2 separate regions of the Rattus norvegicus genome follow, and region 2 is linked to region 1. Evidence: chromatin contacts called from public Hi-C data. All regions are on one chromosome and are shown on one strand. Each heading gives the region's core, a stretch centred on a gene start, on an enhancer-like site or on the middle of the called end of the contact. The rest is flanking DNA. Distances are from core to core; before and after follow the strand shown. Region 1 holds the start of Vezt (vezatin, adherens junctions transmembrane protein). Region 2 holds the start of Ndufa12 (NADH:ubiquinone oxidoreductase subunit A12).

Region 1 (6,248 bases), core at 2,720-5,219:
AAGTGATACTCTGATTTAATAACAAAGGCGACATATTTTAATGGGGGGAAATGATGATACCAGGCCAACCAGATATGCATATGGGGGGAAAATGGTGGATCAATTACAAAGGGCCAAAGTTTTTAGAGAAAACATGTTTGTGATTTTAGGGTTATTTGAGTATTTCCTTGAAGCATTCTCCATACAAGAGAAAAAGATCAAGTGGATTTGAATGAACTGAGGAGATTCTGTTCTTTACAATAAGCTGTTAAAAATGCAGGAGCTGCCACTTAGATGGCTCAGTGGACAAAGGCATTTGCTGCCCAGTCTGAGGGCCTGCACTTGATTGCAGGGCCTCCATGGTAGAAATAGAGAATCGACTCTTGTAAATTGTCTTCTGACCTCCGTGTGTGCATGTGTGTGCATACATGTAATAAAAATTTATTTTTAAAAATGTGCAGAAGCCACATACATACACCCTAAGAGATGTTGGGCAGATATACAATTAAGGAATTGTACCTTGGTATGTTGTTTCTTTAATAGAAAGAGAGAGCTAATGGAAAGACTCACAGTGGTCATCTTAAGTTCCACACCAGAGATGCAGAAATGAAAACACACAAAAGGACCAATACACATCTCCCAGATGGATACCGAGACTGAAAGGGTGCTGGTCAGGTACCATGTAATGAGCTCTTACACGCTGCTGACAGGAGTTTCCATAACTGTTTTGGAATGATGCTTGGGGATATCTATGTAAGCCAAATACATCTCTTTTCGATAATTCAGTATTTTTGGTTCTATGTATTTACCCAACAAAAAATATGCTTACCCAAACCGCACATTGGCTCAGAGGTTAAGAGCACTGACTGCTCTTCCAGAGGTCACACAGTGGCTCATAACCATCGCTAATGAAATTTGATGCTCCCTTTCTGGTGTGTCTGAAGACAGTGACAGTGTACTCACATACATAACATAAATAAATAAATAATAATAAACCTATAGAAAGGTTCTTAATAACACTGCTTATAACAATTTCAAAGCAGATACTACTTAATGTACGTCCCTCAGAAGACCTGACTAAAAAGAGCCATGAGATATTGTATGAAAAATAAAATGCATAGGTAATCATATAAATAAACGTCACAAAACAGCAAGAAAAAAAAAAGAAAAAGAGCTGGACAGAGAAAGAGCGTGTAAGTCACACCTGGCAGTGTACAGACAGTAAGAACAGATGTCACTAATCTAGGTTAATCATTATAGTTCTGAGTAGTGGTTATCCTTGGGGTGGGGACTAGAAACTGACAAACAGCAGGAAGGAGGGGCAGAGTGTTAGTGATGTTCCACTTATCATTTGCACACCCATCAATGTGTACACTTTCAGTATGTGTACATGCCTTATGTATACTCTGGTGTGTGTGTGTGTGTGTGTGTGTGTGTGTGTGTGTGTGTGTGTGTGTGTGTGAATGACCACAAAAGCAGAAAGCTGGAAAAGTAAGTCTACACATATGACAGTAGCAAAGCAGTAGACGAGGGAGCAATTCGTGCAGAGGCTAGAGAGATGTTGAGAGCATCGACTGCTCTTCCAGAGGACACGATCAATTGCCAGCACCCACGTGTTGGCTCACAACTGCTTGTAACTCATAGGGGATCTCAGATGTCCTTCTAAGTCTCCAAGAGCACCAAGCATATGTGTGCACAGACATCCATGCAGGCAAAATATCCATGCACATAAAGTAATAAAACATAAAAGCAATGCGCTAACGAATAGAAAAGAAAACAGAAGGAGGATTCATGCAAAGCAACTTTTAAGAAGCTAGGCTAAGGGTGGAGAATACTTACTAAGCATGGGAAAGCCCTGGCTTCAATCCCTAGCACCAAGATTGTAAATAAGTAAATACATTTTGAATGGTTAATGAATCTATAAATGTAAATCTAAGCAATATAATGTTATTATGGTGGGACACGACGAGGTGCACCTGTAATCCAAGGTACTCAGGAGGTTAAAATGAGAGAGTTTGGAGTTCAAGACCAGCTTGGATTACACACTAAGATCCTTTCTATCTCCAAAAGGAAAGGGGGGTGGCAGAGTGGGGACAAGATTAATGACATTTAAATTTATGTAAAAATAGATACAAAACTCTGTGGTATATCTTTCATGCTAAACAAACAAAAACAAACACCCATGCAAACATAGTCACACATTTGAACAGAAGAAACTTCCAAGATTTTTTTTTTTTTTGGCTTTATCTATTGTAATAAAATGTTTCGTTTTGAGACAGGGTCTCTCATGTCTCACCCTAGTCTCCCTGAGTAGCTGATAACTTTGAAGTTCTTACGATGCTCCTACAACCAACCACCTTTTGGGTGCTGGAACTGCAGGCATGTGCACACCACCCTATCCATGGTTTATGTGGTGCTGTCTATTGAGCCAAGAGACTCGTGCATTCAAGCCAAGGACTCTATCAACTGAACTACATCCCCAGACCGATAAAACGCCGCAAACCAAAAAGAAACCAAAGAAAGCAGGGCTAAAAAGAAAAAAAAAAATCAGCCACCTACTTTTCTCTCCTCTTTATCCACCACATTCGATCTGTAGCCATTCCCTCAATTTCATATTAGAAATGACAGTCTAAGTCAGTATTCATTAATTTTCCCGATTCCCAAAGTGTATGCCTTTGTCCCCTCCATTCGACTCCTCACAACTAGACCCTTCATTAGAGCAAAGCAGCCATATTTCCCACCTCGATATCATAGCTACATTAAGTCATTTTGCATGGCAACTCTCCATACTCCAGCCCCTCAAACTGCACGTTCAATATGGTCACCCCGCCCCGATCTTTGCCATACATAAAATCCTTTTCCTGGAATATAGTCTCTCCGATCTATCTTTCTAATTTCATTCAGAGCTGAAGGGTTTGCCTAGGGTATCATTTGCTGGGTGTAGCTTTTTAAAGTGCTAAGAAGGGACAACGGGTTCCAAATTAAGCTTCCACGGGCAGCTTTTAGATATCTCAACACTTCACATTCTGTACTGTACCTCACTCTCCTATTGTACACCACGGGGGGGATTTCTTGTCTTTCTCTTGTGTGAATTTCCTGAAATCTAGTTGGCTGAGGGAAAGTAAGGCATGCACATTCAATGCATACACATAACATTCCAGGGTGTGGGTATTGACCTGTCTGATGGGGAAAATGGCATTAAAAACCACTTGACTTTATTCTTTAAATTCAAGATGGCAGAGACATCTTAAAATAGTCCAACACAAAAGCCTTCACATCCAGACCAGAGCTTCCATTCAGAACTGGCTACACTTAGCGCAATAGCAAGGACAAAAGAATGGAACCTAGGGGCTGAGACTCCAGAGCTCTCACCATTGACCACAGGTTTCACTTACAGACCTTAAACCCCACATAGAAAGGCACCTGCTGCCTGCCTGCATTCCAAAGGCCACGCCTTGATGATGATTATGATGATGATGATCAGAGGCGCTTCTGGATAACAGACCCGCAAACATCAAAGATAAAAAGGGAGGAGGTTAAGAAGTATAGCGAGTATCCAGCACGTTTCGGCCCCGCCCCAACGAGGCGCAGTCCAGGGCGGTGCAGCTATAAGGTAAGTAAGGATTGATCAGGGCTCCTGCCCAAGGCCGGTCAATTGCGCCGGATCTGGGAATTCTGGGCGAGCTAGAGGCAGAGGCCAGCTACGCCAGGATACCCTGGGCTATACCTGTCAGGAGGCTGCATCGTGTAGGCCCCGAAACAGCGGAGGATTGGTGACCCAGGCCCGCAGGCGCCAGTCACCCCTTCCCTCCGCTCTGAATCTCTTTGCCTCCACGCTCTTCCTTTACTCCTTCTGAAACAAAGACAGTCCACACTCCCCGCCATTTTCTCCTCACCTCAAAAACCACCTCTTCGTCAAACTCCGGTGTCATCCTTCTCCGCCATACCACCCGCCTCAGCACGATGGGAAATGAAGGCAGGAGGGCAGGCGGCACCCAGGCTTCGGCTCCTGCCCACCTCAGGGGCACCGAAAACTACAACTCCCGGCATGCGTCGCGACTCACGCCCCTTTCCGACCTGCTTATTGGAGTAGAGGGTGAGCGTGTAAGCTGGAGGGGCGGGAGCGGGCGGGTGTTTCAGAGCTCCTATTGGAGAGTGCTATGGCTTTTGTCTGCCTTTTACATCCCGCGACTACCAGGGGGCGCCCGGAGCGCGGATTTTCTTACTAGATGAGGAGGGGTGCGCGTCCGCGAAGTCGCGGCTAGCTCCTCTCGTGCGCGCGCCTGGCGGTCGTCCCGGAGCGCGGCGGAGCGGCGCTCGTGCACGTCCCCCTGTCGCTGGCCGCTAGCGCCCGGCTCCGCCAGAGGGTCGCGGGAGCCGGCGTCCGTCCTTTGTGAGGCGCTCAGGCGGTTCGGCTGGGGTGCGGGACGGAATGTGGGCACTGCGGGGACTTTTGTCTCCTGCTCAAACTCTGGGGAGCGTGGACTGAACTGGAGCCATGGATTGAGGGCGTGTGCTGCGCGGGGCAGTCATGACTTCTGCCGTGGGTAAGTGGCCGCGCTCGCGCAGGACTGGGGAGTCGCGGCGGGCGCCGGCGGGCTCGGGCTCCCGCTGCTTTCCCCATGGGTGGCCGGTGCGGGACTGGCGCCGGTCGTCCGCGCCTGCTGTGGGGTCCCCGGGATGCCCCCCCAACTCTTGAGCCCAGGTGATGGAACGGCGTCACGGAGCTTGCTCGGGTTCCGTGACTTAGGCGCTGTCGCCTGTGCGCGGTGTGGGAAGCGTGGAGTCCGGTGCGGAGGAGTCAGTTATTCTAAGCTAGGACAGTTTTCCAGCGAGTTGAAAGTAACTCCACCACTAGCCCGCGTTGCTTTCAAACCTAGTATTTATTGACTGAAACTCTTCGCGCTAGTAAGGAGGTTTAAACGGAGCTGTTCACGCCTTGGTGTTTTGAGCCCTATTACCTGAGTGTGAACTATTAGATGACCAAACAAAACAAAACCGAGCAACCTCCCTCTCCTGCACCTACTCCTCCCTAGTTTTTGCTCATCTTCACCCTTTCCTTCCCTTCCCTTCCCTTCCTTTCTTCCTTTCTTCCTTTCTTCCTTCCTTCCTTCCTTCCTTCTTTTCTTCTCCCCCGCCCCCCAACCCCTCACCCATTTGTACCTGGACAGTGTAAACAAAGCCCTATTTTCAGTCGGTCTCCTTTCCACTCACCCAAATGACAAAAGCCTCTCCTTACCTTTGTGTGAATTTAAGCATTTCGTGTCGTTGTGTTGCGACCTTCTTCAGGAACAATTTTTATTTTCCAAATTTAAGTGTCCAAGGGTCAGTCTCTTTGTAAGAACACAGCACATTTTCAGAACCAGGATTTTAATAAGGTATGGAATATTTTTAAAAGCATCTTTAACACAACTGAAGAAACTTTGATGAGAGATTTTGTGGTAAAAGAGCTTAAAGTTTCACTTCAGTTAGGTCTAGAATTAGCACTTAAGTATCAGGTTAAATTTTCTTTGCTTTCTTTGGCAATTGTTTAAAATTCCTGCAACTTGAAAACTGTCAAGAGAGCACTCACACTAAATGTTCTCTGATTTGTATTTCTAAAGCTTTGGAGGAGTCACGCTACTAGGCAAAATCCGGATTACATCAAACAGGCAAGAAATTAGTAGCCATAAGAAAGCCAGAGGTTGATGTAGCTCTTTTCTCTTTGAAGTTACGTGTAATTTATTCACGTGATCATTGTGCTCTGGGTTAGTTACAAACCTTTCTCTTAGTTTTCGGATGCGTTCCACTTAAACAACAGATCGTTTTTTCAGCTCAAGTTTCTGGGCCCTCATCATCTTTTTTACATTACTGAATTAATATTATTGATTTAAAATAAAAACTTAAAATTAATAATTAAAATTTCTATTATTCAGCCTGGATGTTTACGATTGTTTTCTTCGAATTAATCTAGAAGGCAGCTAGCTATTTTTATACTTATCAACTTTATAATTAAGGAAATCCACAGCATTTTTGTGGTATTTAAAAGAGAGACACTTCCTGTGTCTAGCTGAGTTAGTTGATTTTTTTTTTTTTTTTAAAGAATGGCTTACTGAGAACCATTAACTACTTTTTTGCTCACCGATTTAATGAGATTTACTGTAAGTTTTTCTTACACCTAGGGGATATGGGAGAGGACTGACGTTTTTCTTTCCAGCCCATTTTGATAATGTTATACATACATTGTCCTTGTAAGGCCTGTGTGTGTGTGTGTGTGTGTGTGTGTGTGT
Region 2 (6,248 bases), core at 2,015-4,514, 170 kb after region 1:
AAGTTTGCGGTAACCTTCCTGCCTCCAGCTCCCTATTGCTGGGATTATAGACACGCATCACATCCTAATATTTATTTTTAAAACACAAATGTAGAGATTTTACTGCAACCAGAATACATTTTTATTATTAATAGTTTTGCTGAATTTTTCTATTGGGGGTGGTGGATTTTACCACTAATAGTAGTAATTAAAAGTGTAGTCTTGCAAATGTTATGGACTTACTACGAGAGCTTTATTTTCTGTTTCATTTTGTCAACAGCTCGATTTATAATAAGCTTCTGGGGGAGAACTTCATAGAGTGTAAAATGCTCAAACGGAATATTTCAGTAGGGCATGTGTAACCTGCATCCTAACACATCTGTAGATGACGACGTCTTATCAGTGTCAAAACGGTGGGCGCCTTTGATACTTTTAACGTCTCAAGACAGTAAGCCAAGGATTCACACACATAAAAAACTGTCCTCGCGGTTATTTCTTTGAGATATTTTTCCTGATGAAATTTGTAGTTACATTGGGAAGTCTTTTGGAAACTGCATTAAAATGTGACTTGCCTTACAAATTTCTGTATCCTGTCAATGGATTTTATTTCAATGACCTATTTATTTGGTGTTTGGACGCCTTCTACATTGTAGGGCATCCCAGTGGGAGAGCTTGTGCTTAGCTTAGTATTTACAAAGCCCTAGCTTCACTCTCCCGTAGTAGAAGGAAGGAAATCGTGTGAGATTCTTAAGAACAAAAGTAATGGCAAGATGGCTTAGAGGGGCAGAGCACTTCCTGTGAAAGCCCAGCTACCTGAGTTCAGTCTCTTTCCTTTGAGCTCCACACATGCACTATGCCACATACATGCCCCCCTTGCATGCATATGTGCACATACACATACATACGTGCACACACATGGACTTTATGATTATATAAACAAAGATAGCCTACAATCATGGGAATAAGTACGTACAGCATGCAGAATATAATTTAACCAGTGTATTGTTACATACAGAAGCTAGTGATCAAGAAGCAAGAGAGTCAAGTCTAGGTAATAGTTGGGAAGGTAGGAGGAAGGTGCAAACAGGGGAAGCTATAGAAGGGGCTTCAGAACTATTGACAGTATGTCATGCACCAATGGTTTTGTAGTTAGCCACTCCAAACCTACCAGTTAGAATTGTGCATTTTCACACGAATGTATAATTCGGACAGAGGTTGTCAGGGACAACCGGTCTCCATTCAGTCAGAACAGGGTTCTTACAGAAATCATGGATTTAAATCTTTGTAGTCACTAAGTGTTAGTGGCTATAAGCTGGAACTTGCGGTGGGACAGAAGCCAGGGCATGTCTGGAGTCCCTCTGTTCTGCGTCTCACGGCCTACTGGCCAAGTTCTAAGGGTAAGAACCTGAGGCCAGTTTGCCTTCTTTCCTGCTATCAGAAGTTTCCTATGACTCCCCTGCATTCTAGTCCTCAAAAAAGATAACCTGTTGTGAGGAATACGTAAAGAACACACAACTTGGGAACAAAATACAAACAACTCAAAATTCCATTGGTACACCATCAACAATGTTCAAATTACAGTACATGATCATCTTTTTAACAGTGTGCATGCATACGTGTCTGTGCATGCACGTGTGTGTGTGTGCACGTGTGGGGTGTGTGTGTGTGTGTGTGTGTATGTGTGTGGAGGGTGGGTATGGGACCCCTGTGCACTGTTTGTGGGACAATTACCATGGTGCAACCATAGTGAAGAGCAATATAATTATTCTTTAGAACTTAGAATTTCCATAGAATTTCCATATGATCCAGAAGTCCCACCTCTGGATCTATGTCCAAATGCTTAAAGACTGGACCTCAATATTCGCACACACATGTTCTCTGGCACTTTGTTCACAATAGCAAAGAGATGAAAAAGCCTGAATTACCATAACAAAAGGGTGAAGATAGGACACTTAATACATACACATACTCGATGTAGTTTATTTATTATTCAGCTTTAAGAAAATGATCCTAAGGCTGGGGAGATGGAGTGGGTAAAGTGCTTCCTGGATTTCCAGAACCCAGACAAGCCACACATGGTGGTGTCCGTCTGTGTTTGGGGCAGAAGGCAGGGGATGGAGTTGCAGACAAGTGGATCCTGAGGGCTCACTGCCAGACAGTCTAGACAAATGTCAGGTTCAGATTCAGTGAAAGACCTTGCCTCCAAAACTAAGGTGGGGGAGCTGGGGAGATGGCTCAACAATTAATGCCGGCTGCTGTCACAGAAGACTGGCTCTGGTTTTGAGTGCCAACTTGAATGTTCATAGCAGCCTGTATCTCCACTCCAGGGTTCTGAGTTCTCCTCCGGCCCCCTACGACACTGCATACTTTTACCACACAGACATACATTCAGGAACTCACATAAATATAAAAAATATTTTAAGAATATTGGCTGCTCCTGCCAAGGACCTGGGTTTGATCCCAGCCTGCCTTGCAAGAGCGAGAAACCGAGTTACATCTCAGACCCCATATAGAGAATGCAGATATGGTGGCACCTTTGTAGACTCAGTGCTGGGGAAGGGGAGGCAGGTGTATCCTCGAGGTTCCCAGTCTGGCCAGCCTGGTCTACCTGACATGTTCCTATTTTTAACCTTTAGTTTTATTAATTCTAGTCTTCTCTTTCTTTTGGTTTTTATGGTTAGGGGTTTGCCAGTATTGTTTATTTATTTTATTATTTTGTAAAGCAGTAATTCTGTGATGGAGTCTACATAGCGTATATGCTTACACTTTGAATATTAACCTTGCAACTGTAAAATAGCAAATCCTTGAGGTATCTTAATCTTATTCTTTGCAATTCCTCATTATTCATCTACTAACACACCGACGCTTAATGAATTAAAAATTGTACGGACTCTGTGTCAAATGTACAATACTGCTATGGGGTCAGTAATGCATTTCTTAGCTTCTAGCGCTATAAGTAATTTTTTGGAATGAGCACCATTGTCTGGAGGAAGAAACGTACTTCTACGGGAGAAACTCGCATCTGGGGAAGCTTCGTTTGCTGTACTTCCCCTCGCAAGGTCGCTTTCTGGATACGGCTTCTGAAAACATTAACATTCATTTCACTTTTAGGAAACACCAACTTTTGTCCGCTATAATACGGAGAGAAGCCTCCCTGCGCGAGCTCCAGCTCTGCGCGTGCGCAGAGCGACCTCCGCCGCCCGCTCCTGATTAGGAACCTCCAAACGTTGGTTCCTTGCTGTCTAGTGGCAGCTTCCGCCGGGCAGCTTTTACCGGAGCACGGAAAGGGCGGGCCACGCAGTTCAGAATGGAGCAACTGCGGGTCCTGAAGCGCGGGCTGCAGCAGGTCACCGGCCACGGCGGCCTGCGGGGCCTCCTACGGGTTTTCTTCAGGTAGGAGGCCAGAGCTAGACCCAAGGTCTCTGGGGACGGACCTCTGCTGGCGGTTTTCCTGGAAAGGGGCCCAAATCGGGTCTCTTTGGAGGTCCACGGTGCCTGTCAAGGACAACAAGTTCAGTCCCAGTGTTGAGTTCCTTGGACAGAAGTCTCTGGATCTAGCTCAGCCCCGAGTGACAGAGCTGTGACGCAGGGGTTAGGTAGCTGGGCTGCTCAGGACCGAGTCCTTGGGTGTGATGAAGCTTAGCATAGCAACCTTTCTACCCCCATGGTGACCTTGGGCAAATTTTCCTCTGCACTGTGTACAGTAAGAAGTTGAAGGAGGCGATCATGCCAGCCTGATTATCCCCATAAGCAGCAGCAAATCCAGGGAGCCATTTGGAGACTCGTAGTACACACTGAATAATCCACGGGACACTCCTAATACGAAGATGAAGTACTTTGACTCCCTGAAGGTTTTGCTAACTTAGTGTCTCTGGGTGCGGGGCTAATAGTAGATACGTGGACCGTGCTTTGAAAGTAGTGTTTTAGATGTAATCCAAGCACATCTGTTGCATTGTTCATTTTTCCCAACCTGGATACATGCTGCTGGGCCAACACAGGACTCTCCGGAGCTCTTTGCCGGAAAGTTGAGTTGTGAAAGGTGATTCATGAGCGTTGAGTGGCTAGAGCCTTCTGCTGAAGGCTTGATGTGTACAAGCAGTGAGCATCCCCAGTTTCTCCTCGTTCTTGTGGTTGACGCCGCAGTCGGTGGTACTCTCACTTTATTTCTGGTTTTGCCTTGAACAGTGAATCATTCTGAGATGCCTTTCTTTTCCCCCTGTGTACTTAAAGGGCAAATGATATAAGGCTCGGTACCTTGGTGGGGGAAGACAAATACGGAAACAAATACTACGAAGACAACAAGCAGTTTTTTGGTGAGTGCAGTATTTATATATATAAATTGGATTGGGGTTGGGATTCTGAGTCTTATCTGTGACGGCCGGCATGAGCTGATACAAAGTTACCTGGAAAGGAAAACTCAATAGGATTTAAAAGATGGGCAGAAGAGAGGGCTCAGACAGTTTGGGCACCTACCACCATACATAGTGACCTGAAATACACCCGTCAACGATGACATACCTCATCTTTCAGGAGAAGGAAGTCAAGCCATCTATCTATCAGCTCAAACTATTCTGTAGAGGTATGTAAGCCATATTTACATGGCTGCAAGCTGGTGCCCCAGAAGTTTGCATTTTGTTCTATAGCCATAATATTTTAAACACAAATGTAAAACCTCAGGCTTTGGTCAGTTTTAAAAAGTCTGAGCTGGCCATTGTGGTGCCTGTAGTCCCACAGGGCAGGGGCAAGAGACTTGCCAAGGTTTGAGGCTAGCCAGGACAGCCTGGGCTACAGAGAAACCCTACCAAGCAAAAACCAAAAACCAGATTTTTTTTATTGATGAAGCAGCCAAGGCTCAAGGAAATGTCTTCACCAAAGAGGCTTGATCTTACAACTGAAATGGCAACAGAACCCCAAGAAGATATTCTTTCTCATTGTTTTGTTGTTAGGAATTAAAGTAACTCCTTCTCCCTCTTTTTTCTTCTGTTCTCATGCTAAAATATAAATATCTTTATTTTTTTCTAGTTATTAAAATGATATGAGTGTTGTAAATATTAAAATTTGGTGTATAAAGTAAGAAGTGAAGGCTGGGGGCTGGGGATTTAGCTCAGTGGTAGAGCGCTTACCTAGGAAGCGCAAGGCCCTGGGTTCGGTCCCCAGCTCCGAAAAAAAGAACCAAAAAAAAAAAAAAAGAAGTGAAGGCTGGGCTAAGAATATTAAGTGAAGAGAGAGAGATTGCTGAGGACCAGCTCTGTCATAGTGTAAATCTGTTGTCAAGGCCTAGTCTATGAAACCTTTCCCATGGTCCATTCCATCAACCCTGACTGTCCCCTGCCTGGTTGGATTACAGATCATGTTTAGTTGTCTGTTCTGTTTTTTTTGTGATGTGTGTTTTCTGTGCCGCTCAGTCTGATCTTGAATTCAGCTGTCCTGCCAATGGGCCTAATGGAAACTTTGAGTGCCGTGTGTGTGTGTGTGTGTGTGTGTGTGTGTGTGTGTGTGTGTGTGTGTGTACATACTATGTTGGGGGTATGTGTATATGTAGTATTTGGGGTGTGTGTGTGTATGTGTGTGTGTATGTATACATACTACATTGGGGGTATGTAATAGTTGGTGTATATATGTGTATACTATTTTGGGTGCATGTTTGTGCTTACTATGTGACGTGTGTATGCAGTATGTATAGTGTGTATGTGTATACAATATTAGGTATGTATGTGTAATATGTGATATGTGTAGTATGTGTGTACATGTGTGTATACAATGTTGAGTGTATATGTGTAGTATGCGGGGTGTGTGTAATATGTGTGTGTGTGTGTGCTATGTTGGGTGTATGTATGATGTGTAGTGTGTGTGTAGTATGTGGACTGTGAGGATGTGTAGGCCAGAGGACAACCTTGGGTATTGTTCCTCAGGCCCCATTCACCGTCACGTTTTTCTCTTCCACTGGCCTGGAACTCACCAGTTAGACTGAGCTGACTCAGCCAGTTTGCCCTGGGGGCCCACCTGCCTCTGACTGGGTTGGTGTTAGGTGTTCTTACTGCCATGCCTGGTGTTCATCTAGTTATTCTCATTTAATGTGAGCTCAGGGGATTTAACTCGGGTCCTTGTGCTTTCAAGGTAAGCACTCGTTGGGGATTTAGCTCAGCGGTAGAGCGCTTGCCTAGCAAGCGCAAGGCCCTGGGTTCGGTCCCCAGCTCTGGAAAAAAAAAAAAAAGAATCGCACACGTCAAGGTAAGCACTCTTCGGACTACTTTTCTCTCCACCCTGAA

The links. A called contact is a pair of places that touch in the nucleus more often than the background predicts.
Region 2: a Hi-C map of the A7r5 cell line shows a contact between it and region 1, with 2.5 times the contacts expected there. The contact joins the promoter of Ndufa12 here to the promoter of Vezt in region 1. A contact is called at or near these places in 2 of 12 Hi-C or Micro-C datasets (the A7r5 cell line and liver).

The regions. Positions count from the first base shown.
Region 1 is chr7:30,480,397-30,486,644 of GRCr8, forward strand. It overlaps Vezt (vezatin, adherens junctions transmembrane protein), which reads right to left and starts at 3,970. Exons shown (of 12, transcript NM_001006984.1): 1 at 3,876-3,970. The coding sequence starts at 3,911. It overlaps Fgd6 (FYVE, RhoGEF and PH domain containing 6), which reads left to right and starts at 4,204. Exons shown (of 21, transcript NM_001137645.1): 1 at 4,204-4,526. The coding sequence starts at 4,511.
Region 2 is chr7:30,655,052-30,661,299 of GRCr8, forward strand. Ndufa12 (NADH:ubiquinone oxidoreductase subunit A12) reads left to right here and starts at 3,265. Exons shown (of 4, transcript NM_001106781.2): 1 at 3,265-3,372; 2 at 4,210-4,292. The coding sequence starts at 3,287. It also overlaps a transcript of Nr2c1 not described here.